2 separate regions of the Capra hircus genome follow, and region 2 is linked to region 1. The links are chromatin contacts, called in public Hi-C maps. All regions are on one chromosome and are shown on one strand. Each heading gives the region's core, a stretch centred on a gene start, on an enhancer-like site or on the middle of the called end of the contact. The rest is flanking DNA. Distances are from core to core; before and after follow the strand shown.

What was found. A called contact is a pair of places that touch in the nucleus more often than the background predicts.
Region 2: a Hi-C map of liver shows a contact between it and region 1, with 4 times the contacts expected there. The contact joins the promoter of RNF7 here to the enhancer-like site in region 1. A contact is called at or near these places in 3 of 5 Hi-C or Micro-C datasets (blood and liver).

What each region holds. Positions count from the first base shown.
Region 1 is chr1:126,596,698-126,599,397 of ARS1.2, forward strand. All of the region lies in intron 1 of ATP1B3 (sodium/potassium-transporting ATPase subunit beta-3), which reads right to left. Among named protein-coding and RNA genes, the nearest start is that of ATP1B3, 10 kb to the right of the region's middle. Within about 2 kb of position 1,439, at least 1 of the 5 cell types and tissues checked has an H3K27ac peak or open chromatin away from gene starts, as enhancers often do.
Region 2 is chr1:126,751,044-126,753,743 of ARS1.2, forward strand. RNF7 (RING-box protein 2) reads right to left here and starts at 1,347. Exons shown (of 3, transcript XM_005675493.3): 1 at 1,066-1,347. The coding sequence starts at 1,233.

The DNA of each region.
Region 1 (2,700 bases), core at 189-2,688:
GACTATGCTAAAGCCTTCGACTGTGTGGATCACAACAAACTGTGGAAAATTCTTAAAGAGATGATAATACCAGACCACCTGACCTGCTTCCCGAGAAACCTGTGTGCAGGTCAAGAAGCAACAGTCAGAACTGGACATGGAACAACAGACTGGTTCCAAAGTGGGAAGTACATCAAGGAGTACATCTCAGCTGTATACTGTCACCCTGCTAAAGAGTACATCATGCAAAATGCCGGGCTGGAAGAAGCACAAGCTGGAATCAAGACTGCCAGGAGAAAATATCAACAACCTCAGATATTACCACTCTAAGAGCAGGAAGTGAAGGGGAACGGAAGAGCTTATTGATGAGGGTGAAAATAGGACAGTGAAAAAGCTGGCTTAAAACTCAACATTCAAAAAACTAAGTTCATGGCATCTGGTCTTATTATTTTCATTTCATGGCAAATAAAATAGGCTTGGGGGGTGGGGGGAGTGGAAGCAGTGACAGATTTTCTTTTCTTGGGCTCCAAAACCACTGCAACTAAACAACAGCAAAGGAAGAATTCAATTACACTGTTTTGCGTATCGATATCCTGCTGTCCCAGGACCACTTGTTTAAAAATCATCTGTTCCTCACTGAAATAATTTTCTTAAACTAATCAGCACATTGCTGTTGTTTAGTCGCTAAGTCCGGTCAGACTCTTTGTGACCCCATGGACTGAAGCACACCAGGCTCTTCCACTATCTCCTGGAGATCTCTCAAATTCATGTTCATTGAATCAGTGATGCTATCTAACCCATCTCATCCTGTGCTGCCCGTTCTTCTTTTGCCTGCGAACTATTTCTACAATTAAAAATACATGTGTGAAAAAAAAAATACATGTGTGTATATACATATACACTCAAATGTTATATATTTATTTTAAAAATATGGTAGTATAAAAAATATTAAACAAGATTAAATAAATCGCCTAAGACTAACCTACCAATAAGAGAAACACCCAGACCAGTACCTCTCCACGTGGCACCTTACCTGGTCTGCTCTCGCTGGGAGCCTCAAGCTATTACTTTTTGCAGTCAACTCCCCTTCTCTAAAGTGCATCATGGAAGCATTCTGTGTTACTTCGGGTAACAAAAATTTACATGGAATAAGGTATCTGTTCCTGTTCTCCAAGAGTCCAGTTACAAGCAACAGACATATAAACAAAGAGAAAGAATTAACTGTCTCTAACAGGAAGAGGAAGGAATGGATTTCATCAGAGAAGGACTCCCAGAAAAAAGCAAGTTGGCTCACCAAAATGGAGAACAGGAGGGCACTCTGCGCCAAAGACTAGATGACTCCACAGCAGGAGCAGCCAGGTGAGTGTAACTTTGTGCCTTCCCCCAACACACAGCCCTGGTGCCCAGCAACTACACACAAACACACACACACACACACCCGCCCCACACACCCCCGCCCCCCCCCGCCAACCTTGGTACCCATCAACTACCAACAGTAGCAGCACCATCTACTCTTTAACAGGAGCAGGGAGCATGGACAGGGGGAGTGCGGGGAGGCTGGGATTTAAAAACTGGCCAAGGTATTGGATGGGTTGGTAAAAACCTCAAGGAGTGGAGGGAATCTCCATACCTCGACCAATTTTCTTGGGTACTTCTGCCTCATCCCTGAATGCTGTGACAGGAAAGTCTAAATACAAACAGGAGGTGCAGAGAACCAATAATTACCAAATATCTGAGGAAAAAACTAATCCAATAAAGTACCAAATGCAACAAAGAAAGTGTAACAAACATTTACAAAGTGGACTTGTACATAAGCTTTGAATTAAAAAGACAACAAAACATGAAATATTCAAAATACAAAACAAGAATGCAGTCAAAGCAGAACACAGAGGAAAACCCATGGCTTTATATGAATTCACTAAACAAACCCCAAGACTAACCAAAAAGTCAGGTTTAAACTCAAGACTAAAATAAATTCAAGGGAAAGTAAGAGAGATTTAAGATACCATCACAAGTTAATGGAAACAAATGCATTTAATTTGATCAATAAAACCAGTTTCCAACTAGTAAACTTGAGAATAAATGGAAATATATCGTTTTATGAGAAAATAAACATTTGCAAATCAGAAGTTTTTACAAAACAATAAACAGAGCTCTATTCCTAAAAGAGATACCACATCCAAATGGTTTTAGTTAGTCTTCCCAGTTTTCAAGAAATAGATTCTTTTTCTACACATAAGCTATCTCTTTTGGATGCTCCATACGTTACCTAAATCTTTTTAAGGCTAGCACTCTCCAGACACCAAAACTAAACAGCCAGTAGTTACACAAGTCTCACACATTATATTTTATTTTACAAATGCTTACATAGAACTTACATATTATAATGCGATAATGACAAAGGAACAAAGATATAAATTAGTAACAAAACACAATATCCAAGAAAGGATCCATGTAAAAAAGCTGGCATTTCAAATCAGTGAGGAAATGATGGGTTATTCAATATACTTCGAGATAAGTGGTCAGGAACACTGTATAAAAGATTGTTAAATTTGTAATAATATTTATTTAAACAAGTACAATTTTTAAAAGAATTAAGTGAACATGCATAAACCTCACCTAGATTCTATATAAGTAGACAATCTACTATATTTATCTATCTTTTCAATAATTACCATCTATTTTGTTATGCAGTTGTAGATGTTAGTACACTTAACCCCT
Region 2 (2,700 bases), core at 97-2,596, 150 kb after region 1:
TTATTTTCTCCAACTGTCTCGTTTTTCAGTGCAAGACACAAAGTTTTCAAACTACATAAGCCTCAGTTTTCTCCAATTACCTTCAAGAAATGACATTTAAGACACTCTTAAATGCTGTAGTTTTAAATGCCCTATTTAAAAATATAACGTGCATTTAAACAGCAACTTTTTTAAGGTCGTCTAAGATCTTAAAACAGAGACCATATAAAACACAACGAGATGAAGCTGTTCTGAAAGGCTTCATTTGGTCCAATATTTTCATTAAAAATATCATAGAAAGAAGTAACAAGTTTGCAAAAGAGGGCTTTCCAGAAAGGCCAGACTTGAGGGCACTACCCTTCTCCAAGAAATTGCATGCTAGGATGGGGAGTGGCCAGTAAAGAGATGAAGCTTCACGTCTCTGAATAAAAGGGTTTACATTCTTCTAGTTCTAGCCAACCGAGTGCGATCTGACCAATCTTGAATCATCCAGGTTTAAAAGCCAGCAGAACAGTAGCCAATCCAGAAAGGGGACGGCTAGGAACACTCTTCTTCCCTGCTCCTCTCCAGAGCACGACTAGCGGCCGTTTGGGGGGGAAATGACTCCAGAGCATCACTTTGGTGTGTGACCAGAACCATCAGACTGACCCTCTGACTCAGGGCCTTGACCTTGACCTCTGTGTGGTTTGCTTTCGGAAAAGGGTGCGGTCGCTGGCCACACAAACCGAAGTGGTTCCTCCCAGCTCCCGTCAAATCACCTACTTTTATTGTCGTGATCACACTGATCACTACTGGAAATGACCTTGTTTAACTGTCCTGCCTGCTACCCCCCTTTTCCCCCAGAATACCCGTCCCCGGCACAGGTCGCCGCTGAACGACCCCTCGGCCCCTGGCAGCGGCCTCAGCCCTCGGATCAGCGGCAGCTCGGGCGTGGCCCGCGGTCTCCCGGGGCCGGGGCAGGGCGATCCCGCCCCTACTCCTCCCGGAACGGTCTCTCCAAGGTTTGGTCCTTCCCCCCACGCCCGAAGCCGGGCCTGCGGAGGCCGCAGCACAGCCGGGGCCTCGCCTGCTGCGCTTACCCATCACCTGGACCCTGCAGATGGCGCACGTATCGCACTCCACGTCCCAGCTCCACATGGCCACCGCGTTCCACTTCTTGAGAGAGAACATTTTGTCGCCGCCCGACTTGGATCCTGCGCTCCCCGAGTGAGAGGACAGGGCGCAGGGTTCCTCACCGTCTTCCACGTCGGCCATAGCGGCGGCGCGGAGCCGGCGACGGAGACGTTAGGTCTTGGGAGGCGGGCGGCTATGGCGGCTCCGTGGGGCCGTCCGACGGGCCACAGCGCCGCCCGCAGGCCACGGGCCGCCGCGGGGGTCTAGGACCGGGGGGCGCCCGTGATTGGCTGGCGCGCCCCAGTGACGTCACCGTACGCCGGCACCAGCGGCTTCCCGGTGTCCTAGTTCTCGGTACTCCCGTCCCCAACGCCCGGCCAGCTCAGCGGGGTGAGGGACCCCGGGCCGACCCTTGCGCGGGGGAGACACGTGTCCTGCTTTATGTCTTCATGACACCGCTTTTAGAAGTTGTCTTGTTGATATATTCGTCCTTCTCAAATGTAAACGCCCTGGGGGGAGCGGGGACTATTTCTTGATCATCTCCTTCGTTAAGAAATGCTGTCTCGGGAGGGACAGTTATATGTTGAGGGAATGAATGACGAGCTTGGAATCTGGTTCAACAGTTCTCAAATATTTTGGTCTCAGGACCCCTTTACACTTAAAAATTACTTAAGGACATTTAAGAACTTTTGTTTGTGTAGGATGGATGTGTACATATACACGCTTATACATATATATTTCCTTTTTAAGAAAACGGGGGAAATGTGACTATATTAATTCACTTCAAAACAGTAAGAAATCCATTACAAGTTATCCTTAGAATACCAATATTGTACACTCACAAGAGAGAATGAAGAGAAATAGCTATGTGTGCTGTGCTGTGCTTAGTCGCTCAGTCGTGTCCGACTGTGCAGATCCCATGGACTGTATGTAGCCCGCCAGGCTTCTCTGTCGATAGGATTTTCCAGGCAAGAATACTGGAGTGGGTAGCCATTCCCTTCCCCAGGGGATCTTCCCAACCCAGGAATTCAACCGAGGTCTCCTGCATTACAGGCGGATTGTTTACCAGCTGAGCTACCTGGGAAGCTCAGAGCTATGAATACTGTTATGTAAATATGTAAATAGTTTTGACCTTGTTGGTCCCCTGAAAGAATTCCAGGAACCCTGGAGACCACACTCTAAGAAACTTAAATCTAGTTTAACTTTTTATGTGTAGGAATACTGAAGTCCCCAAAAGTAATTTATAGTAATTCAGAAAAGTAATTCTGCTATTCTGAGAAGGTGACAGTGGAAACTAAGGTTCTTCTGTTACTAGCCCAGGGTCATGTTATGTTTTCCCAAGCAAAGCAGATAACATCTTTTAAAAGATACCGAAGCTGAGGCACGGAGACCGGAAGATGCTTGGCCACACTACCACCTAGTGGTGGCCACCTGCTGTGTCAGGATTAGGACTCAGAGCTTCTCACCCCTTTTTATTTTAATGATGAGGGTCTCATTCCCTCATCTCCTGGTGTCAGGCCTGGTGGCCCTGGGTCTAGGCTAACCAAACTTCAGAAATCTGGCAGAGGAGTCAGGGAGGCATTAAATGTGTAACGATACAAATATGGA